Linked DNA regions of Mus musculus: region 2 is linked to region 1. The links are chromatin contacts, called in public HiChIP or PLAC-seq maps. All regions are on one chromosome and are shown on one strand. The core of a region is the stretch at or near the end of the contact, and the rest is flanking DNA. Distances in the headings are between cores, read along the strand shown.

What was found. HiChIP or PLAC-seq counts read pairs in DNA pulled down with a chosen protein or histone mark.
Region 2: a contact with region 1 is called in an H3K27ac HiChIP or PLAC-seq map of heart atrium, with 10 read pairs. The contact joins the enhancer-like site here to the promoter of Col3a1 in region 1. A contact is called at or near these places in 2 of 39 promoter capture datasets (both in the 3T3-L1 cell line), 4 of 484 Hi-C or Micro-C datasets (the C2C12 cell line, embryonic fibroblasts, macrophages and 1 more), 2 of 115 datasets of contacts at active chromatin or transcription factors (embryonic stem cells and heart atrium) and 1 of 9 other capture datasets (adipose tissue).

The regions. Positions count from the first base shown.
Region 1 is chr1:45,309,154-45,313,481 of GRCm38.p6, reverse strand. It overlaps Col3a1 (collagen, type III, alpha 1), which reads right to left and starts at 1,944. Exons shown (of 51, transcript NM_009930.2): 1 at 1,650-1,944. The coding sequence starts at 1,734.
Region 2 is chr1:45,353,705-45,358,687 of GRCm38.p6, reverse strand. No RefSeq gene overlaps it. Among named protein-coding and RNA genes, the nearest start is that of Col3a1, 45 kb to the right of the region's middle. Within about 2 kb of position 2,562, at least 53 of the 459 cell types and tissues checked have an H3K27ac peak or open chromatin away from gene starts, as enhancers often do. A contact at or near this core is called in the C2C12 cell line, adipose tissue, embryonic fibroblasts and 2 more, where this site is marked.

The sequences.
Region 1 (4,328 bases), core at 695-3,194:
TCCTTCCTTCCTTCCTTCCTTTCTGTCTGTCTGTCTGTCTTTCTTTCTGTCTGTCTTTCTTTCTTTAAAAAAAATTAAGATTCTATGATTCTTCATCTAGATTTCAGAATAAAAGTTTGGGCTGCTAAGGAATTAACATTTCTTTGGATCATGTCTCCTATTAATAGGGAAGGCTTGGGGTTGTTTCATCTTCCAGGAGGGCAGGATGTGAAGAGAAAGTGAAAAAAGAAAGCTAAAAAGGAATTGACTATCCAAAGAAAAGAAAATGTAAGATGAGCTGGGGAGGAGAGAGGATGAAAATAAAGATGGGAAGCAGAGAGTGAGTCACTGAGAACAGGGAGGGGTGAGGACTGGGGTGGGGGGAGGGAGGTGGATAAGCCTAGGATGGGGGAGGGGTGATGAGTGAGGAAGGAAAATTGGGAGGGGAGTTCCTAAGGAGCCAAAAGGGGTGGAGAGATAAGGAGGGGGGAAAGATGGAGGGGGATGGAAGGGTGGGTTAAGGGGAACAGAATTAAGAAACAAGCAATCTGGGAGCTCCTTCTCTGTGTATCTGTGGACTGAACATACAGAAATATAAAGTGTCTCCTTCCCTTACTCTTGCATAGATAACTTCTGAAACTAGTGAAGACACTGCACACAGTGGAAAAACGAATGCTCATGAAGCATTTGCTAAAACTAAAGGTTTAAATACCAACGTGTTTGATTATGTATGAAAAGAACTGCTAGCAACTTCTTTTAGCCACAGATAAGATTTACATCAACACAATTATTTTGAAAAAAGTGTGCACCCCAAATTTTCATGATGACAAGGAACATATGCATTTTTAAAAGTATTTAAGTAAATAATGAGACAGTTGCTTTTAATTTGGGGCACAAGAAAATAAAGATCATTACATTTGGCTACCAAAACTATTTCAAGTCTGCCTTTTTGAGCAAAACTTGTATCTTTACCTTGTTTGGAGGAAAGCAAAAATATTCCTGTTAAATTATGTTATCTTCAGTAATGGAAATCCAGCTAAACAGAACATAAAACAACTTTTGGCAAACTCTGAGCACATTGAATGTGTGCAATCATGGAATGCAATAAAAACAGAAACAATGACACGTTTTTGCAGCCTGGGCTCATTTCTGGAAGGTCCATAGATAGTCCACATTTATAGTTTTACAGAAATACATAAGGGATTCTATTTATTTTCTAGTATCTTCTTAAGGGTTATTCATTTCAGAGACATTTCTAGTGCATTCTTTTGAAAAACATGGCTAAATATCCTATCTTTGTAAAGAGAGCAGTGTACAAAGGAGAACATGAAATTATTACAAGAGACCAATAAATTCCAGATGGCCTGGGAGCATGCCAAGATGTTCACAATGCAGGAGGGGAGTACTTTAAAACATTTTTTAAAAGGTGAACATGAAATCAAGTTAATTTAAGAACAGTTTTTACCTTAAACAACTAGAGAATATTATACATGTACATTAACTTTTAAAAAAATCAAATATAGAAAACAAAATTAAGGTTAACAAAACATTCCACAGTCAGAGGCTAGACAGGAAATTCTTAGGAGGCTGATTTTCCCACTATCTTACCCTTTGTAAGAAGTTAAGGCAAAATTAACCCAGAAAGCCTGTTCAAATCGGTACCTACTTACCTACGTTGGACTGCTGTGCCAAAATAAGAGTGGGATGAAGAAGGGTGAGAAGAAACCAGGTTCCACTTTGCACAAAGCTCATCATGTCTAAATATCAGACATGAGACTCTTTGTGCAAAAGAGGAGAGAGGAAGAAGCAGCTCAGAGTAGCACCATCAGTTGTCCCTGCCCTTCAGCACCGGGCCCGTCATAAAACTCAGCCGCTCGCTTCCCTCTGCTCTGGCCTTAAATAGGAAAAAGTTTGGCTTCCCTCACTTTCCAGCCCCTTTCTGAAATATGAGAGCAGAACCCATCCCCTCAGCAGTAAAAGCAATGATTAATATATTTTTCCCTGTGTGTAGAGGACACAACCCACAGACACAGAAACAGCACATCTGGAGCATGTGTACATCAGCCTATGCATATGTTTATAACATGCATTAGTCTTAAATACATATTTGCATGACAGAAACACATAGGAATGTGCTTTGTGATAGCCTACAACAATTGTTTGTGTGTTTTTAAATTTCCCTCTGAAACAGTAAAAACTGTCTGAATTTGAAAAAGTGTTTTGACTCCCATTCTCCGGCATGGTCATTTTGTAAATTTTATCTTTCTAGAAGACTCTGATACTTTGAGTTTTGCCAGAGTCCATCCTGACTCAATTTTAACAGGAAACTGTAAGAGACTATAAAGGAAAATCCTCTGAAGGCCCTGAACTCACCACCCACTCTGCATTCCAAATGTTAGACTGGAGGCAATTGTCACAAAACTGTCTTTGAGCTATGTTTGAAGAGATATTGAGACTCTTATCTGTTACTGTTCCCCTTGCTCTATTTCTCACGAATTTCTTTAGCAACCCTGACTGCTTCCTTGTAAAATTTCCAGTTTATGTGTTACTAAAGAAATCAGAACAGGCATTACTAAAGAGAAAAAAAAGCAATCAAACTTTTCAAGTCTTGTCCTTGTAAGAAACTACAAAAGAGAAAGTTCAAAGTGTGGAATAGAATTTCTAATTTCTAATGTAATAATTACTACAAATATGTCTACATCAGTATTTTCTATGTTTCTGTTCCAAGACCTCATCTGAAGAGTTTTCTATGTATTTCTAGATCTAGTTGAGGAATAAATACCACTATATCTCTGATTAAATCTCTGTAGAAAAAATGTACTTGTTACCCTTATTATGATGACCAACTTATATCTTGATACCCTATCCTTCACTTCCTTATTCCTTCATTTATCTTTAAAAATCAATCGTGGGCATTTTGATCCTAATCATGGCCATGTGCATTTATTTCTTTAGTCTTAACCTCATAGAAATATTCCCTTTTTGTGCATGCACACTTAAAAATTTACCCCATTATATCAATTCATGTTATTTCTTAATGATCCAGCTCAAAACTTCCCTCTTTAGGAAAACCATCTCATTTAGAATTATTTTTTATATATAATTTTCTCTTTCCTAATATATAATACTATTTTTAAAAATCTGTTTTTATAGACATCAATGCTATAAGCATGGATAATGCTATGTCTTCCTCCATGTGTCCCTGCTCACAGAGAGCCCACACTGAGATGTTCAAGGAAGAAAAGTGATGTCTTTTGGCGACAAGAAGCAATAAAATAGGACAAAAATCCACCCCCTGTGCATCTTCTGATTTCAGATTGGAGAAGAGCTGCCAGAAGAGGCAGGGAATAGAACTTCTGAGATTGGCTGGGCTCGGGTTAAAGTGAAGAAATTGAGGACCGACATGTATGTGTCTTTCTATTAATAGTCTTCATCCTTTACCTCAAAGTTTTTGTCTGTTCAAACCATGTTAGAAACATAAGTTTTTCATATATTTGCAGTATACAAAAACCAGTGCTAATACATATAAGTACATCTCTCTTTACTCTAAATGGAAAATGCAAACATTGAGATTTATTGAAAATTGTCAGTAGAATTATTTTTCTGAGTGAAAAAACGTAATGCTACTTTGTACTAATTAAAAATTTTGTATGCACTATTTCATCAACGCTATGCATAATTCCTGTCACATTCTTTAAGTTTATAAAACTTCTTAAAGTAGCATTTTTGCATAAGAAAAAGATTCCTGATTGATATACTCACTACAGACATATGGCTGATGTTTTTGCAGATCTAGGCATTGTTCCATTTTAAGGCTTTGGGGGAGACCTGGAGAACTAATCCTCCAGATTGCATGATTTATCATGCTTCTCTACTTTGAGTGTGTTTGGAAGTTCTGCTTCACAAGCCTTTGTGTTCTATGTCCTAGAGCTTTGGTTTCCTCATATCCAAATGCTTCATAGTGCAGTGTCCAGATGGGTGTCGATCTGAGTGAGCTATTGTTACAATGGCTGAAACATGTGTCCTGGGAAACCATATCAGGCAAAGCCAGCACTGTTGTGACCTACACAAATTGCTTCCTATATACTTGTCACTTTTCTGATATGAACAAGATGCATTGAAAAAGTTAGTTTCTTATTTACATCTGGAAACTTGTCAAAAATATAAGTTTCTACACCAGCTAAGTCAGTGCTCAATTTGTCTCTGGGCAAGAATGGCTGGAAAGATGACTCAAAGCAAGGGTGTGGCAGGTTATCAACCAAGAATTCAAGTCTTCAGTGGAAAGCTGTGCTTGGGGGAGATGCTGTAAGCCCAGCTGTGATGAACTTTGCACGCTAAGGAATGTCAGC
Region 2 (4,983 bases), core at 1,313-3,812, 45 kb before region 1:
GGAGATCTCTCAAATACTGGAACACCAACCAGGTAACATAAACCAACTGATATGAGTTCTCCAACACATAAACAGCAGAAGACTGCCAGGTCTGTGTTTAGTCAGAGAAGATGCACCTAACCCTTAAGAGACTAGATGTCCAAGGGAGTTTAAAGGTCTGGTGGGGTGGGGGGTGGGAGTGGGACATCCTCATGGAGACAGGGGGCAGAGAGGAGGTATGGAATGTGGAACAGTCATAGGTGGGGACACAGAACTAAACAGAAAATTCTCAACTGAGGAATTTTGAATGGCCGAGAAGCACAAAAAGAAATGTTCAACATCCTTAGTCATCAGGGAAATATAAATCAAAACAAACCTGAAATTTAGCCTCCCCCAGCTTTGAGTAAGCTGGCTTTGACCTTGCTGCCAGTGAGTATGAGACCACCTGGGGTGGAGTCTTTCCATTTAGATGGCTCTATTGTTCTGTTAACTGCTGCTGCTCTTCTCCAAGACACTGCTACCTGCTGAGAGGCCCTTGAGATATTCCAGAGACAGCATCCAGCAGATCTCCTACATGCTGGCAACAGGCATCAAGAATGGATTGGTGGGGGATGGGCCTCCACCCCTTTATAAGCACAGACTCTTAGTAAACTTGGGGGCCTTGAAACATGTCTTGGCCTCCATAATTTCTCTCGCTGTTTCCTTCCATACAGCTCCGGCACCCCACTCAGGAACCCAGTTAGTGTGGCCGCAGGCAGCTTACACTGAGATTCCACATTATACCAGTCAGAATGCCTAAGATCAAAAACTCAGGTAACAGATCAGGATATGGTGAAAGAGGAACACTTCTTCATTGCTGGTGAGATTGCAAGCTGGTACAAGCACTCAGTTTGGACATTCCTCAGAAAAGTGGAAATAGTTCTTCCTAAGGACCCAGATATACCACTCCTGGGCATATACCCAGAAGATGCTTCAACATATAACAAGGACACCTGCTTCACTATGCTCATAGTACTCACTAATAAGTGAGGGAGCAGTTCAGGTATGTGAGGAAATATAGGAGTAGTACAGAAGGTCAGGAATTTCAAAGTAGGTGTGTAGCAGTGGGGAAACTCTGGTTAGCCACTAGAAAGTCTCAGATGCCAGGGACCCAAGAGGTTCCCAGGACCCAACAGGAAGACATTAGCTGAAATACCCAACAAAGTGGAGAGAGAACCTGTAGAGACCATATCTAATGGGTAGGCACAGCTCCCAGTTGAGGAATGGGCCACCTACCTACCTCAAAAATATTAATATGAATTCCTCCTGTCAAAAGGAAATCCAGGGAGTGAAGTAGAACCTAAAGGAAAGGCCATCCAGAGACTGCCCCACCTAGGGATCCATCCCATCTGCTGGCACCAAACCCAGACACTACTGCTGATGCCAATAAGTGCTTACTGACAGGAGACTGGTATAGCTGTCCCCGAGAGGCTCTGCCAGAGACTGACTAACACAGATGTGGATGTATGCAGTCAAACATATATGTATGCAGTGCAGAACCCCAATGGAGAAGTTAGGGCAAGGACTGTAGGAGCTGAAGTGGTTTGTGACCCTATAGGAAGATCAACAATATCAACCAACCAGTTCCTGCAAAGCTCCCAGGGACTAAACTACCAACCAAAGAGTACACATGGGAGGATCTATGGCTCCAGCTAGATATGTACCAGAGGATTGCCTTAGCAGGCATCACTGGGAGGGGAGCCCCTTGGTTCTTTGGAGGCTCCACTACCCAGGGTAGGGGAATGATAGGACGCTGAGGCAGGAGTGGGTGGGTGAGGGGAGTGGGAAGCACCCTCATAGAGGCAGGGAGGAGGGGGAAGAGGATGGGAGCTTGTGGAGGGGAAAGTGGGAAGGGGGTAACATTTGAAATGTGAACAAAATAACCAATAAACGTTAAAAAATTAAATGGAGACTCAAGTAGAGGAAGACAGGACTGTGGGTGGTAATGTGAACAATTTTCTCACTTATAAAGAAAGGCAGTTGGAGATTCAGAATGACTACAATTGTTAGTTTAATGTGGAAAAAAAATGTAACGTGAATTGGAAACATCTGTATTCAGAATTGAAGCTCTAAGGGTCAAGAGAATCCAGAGGTCCAGAGCACTGTGAGTCCTCTTACAGGTTTCTTTGTGTGATGTTGACCCTGGAAGGCTCTGAAGAACAGCTATGGTCTTGACTTCAGAGAGACTTTTCTGGCTCTAGTGAAAGCAAATTCAAGAGAAAATTTGAAAACCAGACTCATTTGTTTTATCATAACAGCAATGGTATCTGCCTCCTGTTTCATTTCCTTTTTGTCCCTATAGCCTCTGTCAGTTTTCAAAATTAAATCTTCCTATTTTTAAGTTAAACTCTGAAGTCTCAACCCAGCTTTGCCCACATTATCCTTTCATAAGTATCTTGCCCCATAACTGTATGTTCTGTTCTCTGAGGTCATTGTTTTTGAGACAGCTGATTTCATCGGCCATCTGTACAAGGATACTTTCCACATGTTCTTAGCTACCCCTTGACCTACTATTCTCCAATTAGTCACACATTTCATCATGTTCAGCCACCCTTCCAAATGAATCACTTTCGTGTCTAAGTGCCACGTAGGAGGCTGTGAGAAAGCCTAGAGTGGAGCAACTTTGCACTTAATGTTTCTTTTAAGGAGACCTCGCCCACATGGCTGTTGAAGACATGACTTCAGTTGACTATTCTCTTGTTCATCCTATTTCACAGCATATGTCTCTATGCTTTTTGACTCTTTCTCAGAATAAGTCCTTGAAGAAATGTGCTGCATTCCTTGCTCTGAGGGTTGTGACATCTTTTCCTGTAAATTGTCCTTTGTCTTTCTTCCATCATAAATATTGCTGTTTTTATGCTTTGTTCCCTTTGAAACTCATTCTGAATCCCCAGTGTGTGATATTAAAAGATGAGCTTAGGTCAAATCGCCTTCCAAGTCAGTGGTTCTCAACCTTTCTAATGTCAATGACACTTTAACACAGCTCTTCATGTTGTGGTGTCCCCCAACCATAAAATAATTTCGTTGCAACTTTATAACTATAATTTTGCTATGAATTATGCCAAGAACCAAATTTACATGCTAAGCTAAATCATTTAGAACACAGAGCCTCTTCTACTCATAAAGATCACATCTTATTATGGGGCCTAAAAAAGCCTTTAAAGCCACATTCTGGTCCAGAGGTCCACCTGGATCAAGTTTTTTTTAAGTCTCTAGTCTTATTTAGCTCACTGGACTGTAAAACATTGTTGCATCTGGCATGACCTATCTCCTCAATAATCTATGTCTTTCCTCTATTGTATCCCAGGTTCTGATATTCATAAAGATCTCAGATGACAAGCAAGTGTCCCTGCTGGCTTCTATGAGTCCATTCATCAGAGACTGACTTCCCTAGTTTCATCTCAGGTTATGCAGCCTTTGCTTCAAAGAGGAATGTGAAGTCATAGCACACACTTAAAGAGCAAGCAGACTGATCCTATCTCCCTCCACGAGTCACAGTCCCATGAGCCAGGCTGTGAGGACTTGTGTTATTCCTTGTTTAAAAGTCAAGCACTATGCATGCTGATTCGTTTGTAATTATCAGATATTTCTTATGCTGGGGGCATAGGTTAGGTTTCTGTGTGTCTTTTCAACTATGATTTCCATTTCTTTTGTATTAAAGTGCAGAACTTAGTGGAGTCTTAAAGGCTGTCTACATTCCTCTCTTCCCACTATTGGCCTAGGTTTCAAGGTTTTAAATTAGAGGAAGCACATATCTCATAGGTCTTCTTTTTCCTTGCCAACTATGAGGAACAACAAGCAAACATCTCCATTTCATCCCGCTATCCTTTTATTTTTTCCTGTCAAATCAGACATGGATGCAGGTCTCTTTTCCATTGTAATTCCTCCCCTTTGTGGAAAGTTCTTACGGTATAGACAGCTGAGCCTCAGTTTTTGGTCTTATTATCCATAACTCAGGCGACTCAGCAGCCTTCATGGTCTGCATACAGTCAAATATACATGTACTTCTCAGGAACTATTTTCATTGTACTCAATATAAGTCATTTGAGGTGCATTCTTATATTTGTTTGACAGATTTATTCATCAAGGAAAAAATGCCACCCAATACCATGTAAAAAAATAAAATTAAATAAAAGAAAAACAGGTTTTAGAGTTCCCCTGAAGACATTTTACTTTCCAAAGGATAATCCTTGTATTTGTGTCTCACTAACCATCATATGGAGCATACAACTGCCAATATAACAACAAAATTACAATCTCCCATCATACACTTACTATCTTCAGGTAGAGGAATCTCAGTTGCCCATGATGTTATCCATGCAATGGCTCTTACCTAACATGTCTTTGGGTCTGTCAACACCACTTTGTGCATTGATTGCATTATATGACTTTTTTGGTAGAGACATGAACAGATATTTATTCATCTAAAAGGAGGTACTGAGAATAAGTGGATATTAGCCTGAAAGCTCGAAATACCCAAGATACAATTCACAGACCATGTGAATCTCAAGAAGGAAGACCAAAGTGTGGATGCTTCAGTCCTTCTTAGAAGGGGGAACAAAATACTCATGGGAGGAAATACTGAAAGTGTGGAGCATTAAAGAAAAGACCATCCAGAGACTGACCCACCTGGGGATCCATCCCATATACAGACACCAAACCTAGACTCTATTGTGGATGCCAAGAAGTGCTTGCTGACAGAATCCTGATATAGCTGTCTTCTGAGACTATGCTAGAACCTGGCAAATAGAAAGGAGATGCTCACAGCCAACCACTGGACCTGAGCAAAGGGTCCCCAATGGAGTAGCTAGAGAAAGGACTGAAGGAGCTGAAGAGGTTTGTAATCCATAGAAAGAATAACAATATCAACCAACCAAAACCCCCCAGAGCTCCCAGGAACTAAACCACCAACCAAAGAGTACACATGGAGGGACCCATGGCTCCAGCTACATAAGTAGCAGAGGA